3 separate regions of the Sus scrofa genome follow, and all the other regions are linked to region 3. Evidence: chromatin contacts called from public HiChIP or PLAC-seq data. All regions are on one chromosome and are shown on one strand. The core of a region is the stretch at or near the end of the contact, and the rest is flanking DNA. Distances in the headings are between cores, read along the strand shown. Region 1 overlaps LOC102159394 (a long non-coding RNA gene). Region 2 overlaps LOC102159394 (a long non-coding RNA gene). Region 3 overlaps MEF2C (myocyte enhancer factor 2C).

The links. HiChIP or PLAC-seq counts read pairs in DNA pulled down with a chosen protein or histone mark.
Region 1: an H3K27ac HiChIP or PLAC-seq map of skeletal muscle shows a contact between it and region 3. The contact joins two enhancer-like sites. A contact is called at or near these places in 1 of 5 promoter capture datasets (fetal liver), 2 of 47 Hi-C or Micro-C datasets (heart right ventricle and skeletal muscle) and 1 of 2 datasets of contacts at active chromatin or transcription factors (skeletal muscle).
Region 2: a contact with region 3 is called in an H3K27ac HiChIP or PLAC-seq map of skeletal muscle. The contact joins two enhancer-like sites.

The regions. Positions count from the first base shown.
Region 1 is chr2:96,289,804-96,293,033 of Sscrofa11.1, forward strand. All of the region lies in intron 1 of LOC102159394 (a long non-coding RNA gene), which reads left to right. It also overlaps a transcript of MEF2C not described here. Among named protein-coding and RNA genes, the nearest start is that of MEF2C, 74 kb to the left of the region's middle. Within about 2 kb of position 1,443, at least 2 of the 83 cell types and tissues checked have an H3K27ac peak or open chromatin away from gene starts, as enhancers often do. A contact at or near this core is called in skeletal muscle, where this site is marked.
Region 2 is chr2:96,319,315-96,322,499 of Sscrofa11.1, forward strand. The region is part of intron 3 of LOC102159394 (a long non-coding RNA gene); the gene reads left to right. Among named protein-coding and RNA genes, the nearest start is that of MEF2C, 100 kb to the left of the region's middle. Within about 2 kb of position 1,642, at least 2 of the 83 cell types and tissues checked have an H3K27ac peak or open chromatin away from gene starts, as enhancers often do. A contact at or near this core is called in skeletal muscle, where this site is marked.
Region 3 is chr2:96,148,291-96,151,535 of Sscrofa11.1, forward strand. All of the region lies in intron 5 of MEF2C (myocyte enhancer factor 2C), which reads right to left. Among named protein-coding and RNA genes, the nearest start is that of MEF2C, 67 kb to the right of the region's middle. Within about 2 kb of position 1,526, at least 2 of the 83 cell types and tissues checked have an H3K27ac peak or open chromatin away from gene starts, as enhancers often do. A contact at or near this core is called in skeletal muscle, where this site is marked.

The DNA of each region.
Region 1 (3,230 bases), core at 193-2,692, 140 kb after region 3:
TAATCACTATAATTACTCTTTGATTACAATGATGATTAACTCACAGAGAATAAAGCGTGTGCTTATCTTTTTGATCTTCTATTTGCAAAGGATTTGTGTTCTTCCATCCACACATTCTCACCTCACCCTTACATAGCTGTGAGATTGTAGTTTATGAAGTCTATAGCCACAAAGTGACTCACACTGGAGAATAAAAGCCTGTGGTTTCCCTTACATTATCCCTAAGCTGCAACCTTTAAACTCCTTAGGTCAGTGATGATTAATTAAGTATTCTAAAACGTGAATGTGCATGCATACATACTTCTCATAATAAACACTTGTCTGTGCTCCTTTTTCATGACTTTCCCAAAGAGTCATTCAAGCCATTTTTCATATTTCAAGCTATACTATTTAGTGCTTGAAACTCAAGTAGAGCTTGACAATGATTTTTGGCTTGTCACTAGTACTGGGTGAGTCTTATCATTTGCCAATCCACATAAAATTAATTAAAATAAATGAACTACCTAAGCATGATTTTATCAGAAAGTAAATAACAGTGGACATAGAACATCCATATGTATCCATATGTTCACTTTGATTTTTCAGGACCTTAGATCCCTAAGTGCTGGTTGTCTGCTACTAGCAGGAGCAGGAGAACTGACCCTCTAAAAGAAGAGAAAGCTCTAGTGAGGATGGAACAATCCAGCACAGGGAACACTTCATCAGAGTGCCTCAGATTCAGATTCCTGGGCCTCGCCTCAGGGCCATTGAGCCACAATTGCAGGAATCTGCATTTTAACTAGCTTCTCTGTTGTTTCTTATGTATGTTTTGTTTGCAAGCCACTGCCTTAGTGCAGGGGTAAGCACAAAATCTGCAAAGTCCTAATTCTGTAACTCTACCTTTTCTCCATTATTCATTCCTGTTCTCCCAACTCAACAAGCTTTGTGGAACTTGTAAGTTAGTGAATGCCTTTCCAAACAGTAAGAATGAGAGTTCAGAATGGCACGAATTTTTCCATTGCTGGTCTTGGTTCATATTTTAAGACATACCACATGTATTCTGCCCATTGTAGTTGGAAAAGTGATAATGTAGGGACCCAATTCTCTTAAATTTCTGTACACTTCTTCATCTTCACTTCTCTAAGGAGTAGTGCTTATTTTTTCTTGGGTGGAATATGCTCCTTGGATCTCAGAATCCCAGCCTGTAAAATAGGCTCTGGATCCAGGAACCTCTACCTTAGTGACAGTTGGCCCACAAACACGTGCACTCAGTGATTGCTGGCTGCGGTGAGCCTAGGAGCCCTGCAGCCAGGACTAGCATTGTTCTTGATCACTTAGGATATGTGGCTTTTCATGAAAGAGTCTTTCAGTCAATACCAGTGTTCCTTATGACCTTGCAATTACCTCTATCTGCTGAGCAGTCACGAGGGGCCTTCACAACACTGGCATCCCAGGCAACACGGTGATCCACATTCCCAGCCTTTAACCTCTCTCCATACCCAGCTGCTGCCACTAACCTCTCTTGGATCCAGATATTTTTAACACCTCACATTAGGGGTTCTCTGCTGTGCCCAATTCTTGTTCCAGTGTTTCTTTGACATGAACAAATATATTCACGTGCTGGCTCACAGCAGTGAGTGTAGTGAAGGTTTTTTTCATTAAAAATTTTTCTCCTATTTTATAAAACCAAAAACATTAAATAACCATGAAGTCCTTTGTGTCAGCTTAGGCTTATAGAGCACTGAAAAGTTCAAAGCTATGTGTGGTAATATCATTTTGAGGGTAAGAGCTTTCTTGTTTTGTAACCAGGGTGCCCAAGTGGGAAAAATATGGCCAGCTGGTCTGTAGTGTATTACAAAGTGATTTTGTTTTGCTCTCTAATTTCATAGGTTAATATTGGTGTTTTAATTATTCGAAATGCTGATGTGATAGTCTACTTAGAGCAGTAGGGAGAGGCAGGGTATGCCTTTGCAGACAGGAACCCACCAATATGGCCCAGAGTCCTCTTGGGATTTCAAAGGCGGCAGAGGAAACTCCTTCTACTGGGTAACGAAAACTTCCTTTTCTATGATTTACACACAGCCCAGTAAAGAGTCTCATCCATTCAGGAGCCTCACAGAGGTTGCATGACTTGTTTCCAGTTATAAAATTACTAAGCAGTGAAAAGGAGACTACAGCCAAGCTGCCTACTTCTGCTCTGGTGTTCTTTGGACAGCAGTCAGTCTTCAACGCTAAGGAGAAAGCATTCATGATCCTTCAAAGGCAGATGAGGGACAAGTCATTGACCTTCACTAACACCCCTTTGAGATGCAGAGAAGTGACTGAATTTATTTGAAAGTCTTGTAATTTTTCATATTTTGCTTTGACACCTCTGTCTTTCCCAGTTGTTAGAAATGGATATTATTTACTGATTATTTTGCTTGCAATTGATTTGCATACTGTTATTTCATATTGTTAAATGGTTTGCTGATTAATGACTAATGTTGATTTGGACTAAATGTAATAGAAATTTATTTGTAAATTTAGATATATAATTTAGCTGCTAAATGGTATCATGGAGCTGTTGGAGGTGATTTTAGACTAATTCCTTGCAGGGAAACTCTGCCCATAATTTCCTCCCCTATCCTATATTAATGTTTTAAGCTCCCCTCTCTTTCTTTTTTTTTAAAAAAATTCATTTGCATGTCTGGATTTTTTTTTTTTTTGTCTTTTTGTCTTTTCTTGGGCCGCACCCGCAGGCATATGGAAGTTCCCAGGCTAGGGGTCTAATTGGAGCCGTTGCCAGCGGCCACAGCAACGCTAGATCCAAGCTGCGTCTGTGACCTACACCACAGCTCACGGCAACGCGGGATCCTTAACCCACTGAGCAAGGCCAGGGATTGAACCTGCAACCTCATGGTTCCTAGTCGGATTCGTTAACCACTGAGCCACGATGGGAACCCCTGCATGTCTGGATTTTAAAGTGAACATTCTCACAGGCAAATATTGCTCCAAAGCCCAGGGTTAACATAAATTATTTTAAATTCAGAATGTGGTAGATATCTACTAAACAATTTCTTTTCTGAAGGGTCAGAAAAAATTAAATATTAATTTGAATATATTTTCATGACCTTGATTGAATCTGTATGTTGTGCACCATTATCAAGTTATAGCAATATAAAGTATTTATTATATTATTAATCATTATTTGAATAAATACCAGATACTTTTATTAATACAGGATTATTGGGTTATAGAATTTCTGAGCTGTT
Region 2 (3,185 bases), core at 392-2,891, 170 kb after region 3:
GATGAAAAGACACTTGAACTAGAAAGGGTGGTTGCTTTCATAAAACTCCTCATTTTCCACTCTAGATCCCCGTTTTCCTGTGAACACCTTTAAGTTGGACTAAAAAAAAGTAATTGAATTTCAACCACATGTGTAACTTTCAATTTTAACTGTTTTTATAAATAGAGGATAAACTAGATGTTTAAAATAAATTTTGGTACAGAGGTCCTGCCTTTTTACCTCTACATTATTATCTTTGACACTCAGCTAAGCTCTAGTCTGGAAGTATCAAAGCCCAGCTAGAAGGTGGAAGAAGGGTACCAGACCCATGGAATGTGTCTTTTAGAAATAGTGGCCATTCAGAAAAGGAAGCTGTTGATATTATCCCAAGTGTAGGATTACATGAAGATAAACTGCTATTGGGTGGGAAAAGACTGATACCTTAAGCATTTCAGAGTAGTTTTTTAAACCATAGAACACATTGAGCCTTTCCCTGTAAGATTTTTAACTAGCAACCAGCAAAAAAAATAAAAAAAATAAAAAAAATAAAGGAAAAAGGAAAGAGTGAGGGATATCTGGGGAATGAAAGAGGAAATAGCAAACCTACACCACAGCTCATGGCAATGCCAGATCCTTAACCCTCTGAGCAAGGCCAGGGATTGAACCCGCAACCTCATGGTTCCTAGTTGGATTCGTTAACCACTGAGCCACGATGGGAACTCCTACCATATAAATTTTTATATAATATTGAATAGATTTCCTTGTGCTCTCCAGTAGTTCCCTGTTGATTATTTTATATATAGTATTGTGTGTATATTAATCCCAAACATAATTTATTTCCCCCCCATGCACCTTTCTCCTTTGGTAACTGTATGTTTGTTTTCTATGTTGTGAGTTAAAACAGAAATATTTTACAGAACATTATGGATGTACTGGGTTAAATATAAATTTATTAAGATTATTTCATCTGTTTCCATTTACTTTTTCTTTTTTGGTTTTTTTGTTTGTTTGTTTGTTTGTTTGGCTTGCCTATGCCATGTGGAAGTTCCTGGGCCATGAATTGAATCCATACCACAGTGTCAACCTAGGCCTCTGCAGTGATTGCCAGGTCTTTAACTCATTGCACCACAAGGGAACTCCTCTACTTACTTTTTAATATGGGTACTGGAAAATTTAAAATTACCTATGTGACTTGCATTTATGGCTTGTGTTATATTTCTATTGCTGCTCTAGGCACCTCATCCAGTACTTTTCCAGAAAAATAAAGGGAAGGAAAACAGGAGGGAGAACTGGGTATCATGGAATTTGAAGCATTCTTTCTTTAACTGTCTCTGTTTTGTTCATTTCAATTCAATTCAATTAAAAAAGCTATTGAATAGCTAATATTTATGAAGATGGTTCTAGGCAATATGTTCAGCATCTTTTGAGGAGGGGGGAAAAGGATCATAACAGGGTGAGAGGATGTCTTTTCTGGACTTTTCTAACCAGATCCACATGAGAGGAAGCCCAGAAAAGATTCCCTCATTAGATCTGTTCTGACGGAACTGTTAAGTCGTGCAAATGGGCAGAACCTGAGATTTTCCTGTCTGGGTGGCTACACTGATCTCACACACCCAAGGGCATTTCAGAGCAGGTGCAGGAAGGGAGGCTGTGCTGTCTGTCATGCGGCCTGTCCAAGCGGATTCCACCCACACGGGGGAAGACCTTGGCCGAGGACAAACGTGTGAAGCACATTAAGGAAGAGCGGTATGAAAAACACAGCTCAGAGTAGGAGTGAAGGAAATGTTGAGAAACTAATGAACCATAAGATCTCTGTAATCGTCTCTTAATAGGCACATTGTTGAATAACACCGGTGTGTGTGCTAGGTTAGCTGTAACTTGCTACATCCGTTTTCAAGAGCTGCATGGCAGTGCGCACCTAATTCTTTGGAGGAGAGGACTGAACTCACTGTTGTCACTTCAAGCACACCCTAGTAATTATTGCCACAGATCCCAGTCTCAGAAAATATTAATATTTTTACAGTAACAGTTTTCAAAACCTGGAGTGCAACAAAAGAAAATTGAACTACTATTGCAGTTTTTCAAGGTTTGAGTGGAAGGGGGGAAATCGACTTGTGTTTTTTTTTTTTTTTTTTTTAACGAAATTCCACTTTTAAAATTCTGGATCTATTTGAAATCTGTCATTTAAAAATTAATAACTGTTTTCCTTTAACGCAGTCTGTGTAAAGAAACCGAATCCACTTCTGAACAGTTCTCCTGCCTTCCCAGATACATGGAAATTCACTACTGTTGCTGACAAACAAAATGCCACAAGATTTGTCATACAAATCACATTATAAGAGGTTCCAAAAACTTGACAACGTTGACAGTTGTTTTCAGCAAATGGCTGCTTTACTCTGTACTGTCAATGTTGATGTCCTTGTGCACATGTAAAAGAGCAATGTGATTAAGGCAAGCTTGTCCACGCTATATCTGAGCCAAGTTTTCCGTCTCCGCGTGGCACTGAAAGATTGCTCAGCTGTTGCAGATAAGGCAGGAATAGCTAGCAGATTTCTGCCATTTAAAAAAAAAAGAAAAAAAAAAACGTTCTCTGGGCATGCATTTCTGTAGGAATTTACCAACATCTGCTGCTGACCTAAAGTTTTCAGTAGAAGTGGCATATTTAATTTGTATAAGTAATTCACAACGGCATTGGTCAAGCCCTATTTCCTTTGAAGATGATGGGTTGCATTCACCAGGAAGAAATGAGTTGAAGTTTAATAACATTTATATTCCCTAAATTGTCATTGTAGTTTCAGGCCTCATACTTTTTTTTGGCTCATCTTACATTTATTTTCTTCATGTTCTCTAAATTATATTTCGGCAGGGAAACTTTTTAGAAAGAAGAATAAAGAGCTGAGAGATTTTGGTGATTCCACAGAAGGCCTACACTTCACACTTATCTTTTTTTTATAGGCTCTCTGAAAATGTTTGATTTTTGGAAGCTAATTTATTCTGGGAGAATTTTGTAGTTGAATTTTAGTGTGATTTAAAATTATCATATGTGTTATCCTCAAAAGAACATATAGGATTTAGGTATTTCCCATTGTCAGGATAACTTCTGACTTGGGACAGGATTTATTTACCATTTTATTTACCGCTGCTCATTTTTGAAATTTATTCCGTTTGTTTATATTATTTTAATTTAGTTTCTTTTGAAATATGAA
Region 3 (3,245 bases), core at 276-2,775:
ACTACATTATCAAACTGGAAACAAAGGGCACTAACAGGAAAGTGAATAATCCAACACAAGGCACTGCTGTGCTGATGATTATTTCTATTAAATCTAATGATTACAAAAACTCAACTGAACTTGATCTTATAATCATCAGTAACCATAAGATTAGCCTGTTAAAAGCTTTAATGTACGGAGATATGACAAAATGTAATTTTAAACGCAGTGACTTTTCATTTTGGCTGTTGAAAGGAAAGGATTAAATAGTGGATGAATGACTGTCAACTGAAATCTACAAATGTCACTATTACTAATGTATTATAATGACTTGCTGTATTTCCCTATACCAAGAGTACAACCCCATCCTGTTTTCTTCTTTACTACCACTTGCTTTCATCTTTGAAATTACTTCAACTTAAGTGATAAGAGGTCCATTATTTTAAGGAATTTGTGATGGTCTGAGGTACCAACCTGCAATTCATTTACTGCTATATATCAGTTCTTCAGGTTTTCCATTAAATATGTTAGAGAAGTTAATAAGACTTTATTGGTCAATAGTGCTCGGCCATTTAATCAAATAATTAATTAGCAGTTCTTTGTACACAGCATCAGAATACATTTTTTTTAATGAATTACAGGTCAAGGGTATATCTTTTTCAATTTAAAATTACATTATTTCTTTGCAGTATTCTTTTTTTACATCAACAGTATTAAAAGTTGATGTGTAGAAGATCGATTTTTCCTTAACTCAGTTAACCAAAATTTACTGAATATCTACTGCATTCTCTCTCTTATATTTTGAGCTGGGAATACAAACTGAATAAGACTAAGTTTGCCCACCGAAGGATGAGTGTACAGGAGAGAGACGTGTGCCTAGATAGTCCACTTAAAATGAAATGAGATAAATAATGTGGGGACAGGCTGCATGAGAGAATCAAGGAGAGGTGCATAGTTCCTTCTAAAAGAGTCAGGAAATTCTGAATCGTTGAACAAATTCTGAGTGATGACAAGGGAGAGCTCAATAACATGAAGCAGGAGAGTGCCAGGAATGCATACACAAAGGCAAGCAGCCTTGACACCGTTTGGAAAGTGGCAGCATCCACTCTGGAGGCAGACAGCCTGGGTTCGACTTTGGGCCATTACTTAAACTCTCTGTGCCTCAGTTCCCTCAAGTATGGAAAGGGCATAATATGAACATCTACTTTTAAGAGCTGTTACGCAAATGAATGAGTTATTTTTTTGTAAATTTCATTGTAAGAGCAATTTAAATATTTGCTATTATTAGACTTGGAGTGCAAGGGTTCTTGATGGCAGTGGCAGAAGGTAAGAAGGAGTTTAAGAGAGCAGGGATGGCCAGAGATAAGAGGCTCATGGTTAATACCGAAAGAGCTGGGAAACCGTTGCTGGATGTTATGCATCTGAATGATGACCTACAACTGGTTTGAGGTTTTGAGAAAGACTAAGGAGTCATAGGAAGGCTGCAGTGGGATGCAGTGTCAAGCTGGGAGATGAATTAGGGATCTCTGGAAATAGTTCTGGAGTGTTGCCATGAGCCTGAGCCAGGACAGTAGGATAAGAACGGGAAGAAGGGGGTAGGGTTAAGAAGCACCTTGGAGGCAAAGACTTGGTGACTTACTGGATGATGGAAAGACTGGATGGAAAAGTTTCTATACTTTATGTTCAGATGGTCTCTTGGTAGTTATAAGAACATAATACATTTCAAATGTACTTCCTTTCCTCATGAGACTATACTGTTTTTACAAGATGACTAGATTTTGAAAAAAATTATAGACTGAAAAGTATGGAACTTAAACGCAGAGTCTTGCCACCTGACCTCAGAGTTTCTATCTGAGACCTTGAATTTCAATGACAATATTCAAAATTTTGAGGGTATCTTTTGGCCATTTTGCTTTAGTTTTATTTTTTGAAAGTGTAGAGACACTCTGACTGGCCTTGTTTCCCCTGGTGTTATGTGATTCTCTGACTTCAGCACTGATGCATTCGTCTTTGACATATGATACTGGCTGGCATGAGAAAGAAGGGGAAGACGGCCGAGCCTGTGAGCAGGACGAGACAGCTAAGCTCAAGACTCAGTGGCATCTGCAACAGGTGTTCTGTGGGACCAGAGTTAGAAAGGGCTTCTTCCTCTATTTTTAAAAAGTGGAGAAGTAACTCTTTCATAACTATATGGAAAACTGTGAAAATTACATGTGGATGGCTATAGGATACAATCATCAAGATATAATGTTTATCATCACCTGAGTGGAGCCCTTGAGTGTCTTTGTTTTGATTTATTTCTATTTTTGAAGCAGAAGATTTCTCGTGCCTATGGCAAAGGTCCTGAAGGAGCTTATAAGATATTTTTTTAGTTCAATGACGCTATTGCCTACGTATGGCTAACTTTTATGCTTAGAAGATTGTGTGTCTTCTCTGTCCCCAGAGGGCCATTTAACTTAGCAGACTGTCAGGGAATTGAAAATGACAGCATAATTGAACAACAACACTTATTTTCAATACAGAATTCTAAAGTGTTCTAGCTATTAAGCAGGCCACTTTTATCAAATATGAGTAACCCATTTCCCCCAGCCCCTATTTTTTTAAGTACTTTTAATACTTTCATCAGCACTACTGGTTGTTCTCATATGAGCAGGTAAATGGATGCACTGAGATAGTGGAAAAATATCATAACATCTAAATTATTTTTCTCATCTACATTGTTTCGGTCTTTGTGACCCAATTATCAGCCCCCCATCCTTTCTAGCTGTAGTGTTTGGCAAAAACTTGAATCCAAGATACAATGGTCTAGCTTTGATCTGGTTCTGTAATTTTCAGGCTACAAACCATGGAGTATTTTGTTTTGTTTTGTTTTGTCTTTGTAGTTCCACACCTGTGGTAAACGGAAGTTCCTAGGCTAGGGGTCCAACCAGAGCTACAGCTGCTGGCCTACGCCACACCCACAGCAACATAGGATCTGAGCCGCTTCTGCAACCTACATAGCTCATGGCCATGCCAGATCCTTAACCCACTGAGCGAGGCCAGGGATCAAACCCACATCCTCATGGTTACTAGTCTGATTCATTACCACTGAGCCACAACAGGAACTTTCCATAGAGTATTTTTTTGAAGGAAAAAAATAGGCACTTTGATTAAATGTCCAGCAAAACAGTATCTTCAGTTTACTCATTCATTTGACTCTACCTAACTTTTATTTATTTATTTATTTATTTATTTATTTTTTATATAATGATTTTTTCCCCCATTAT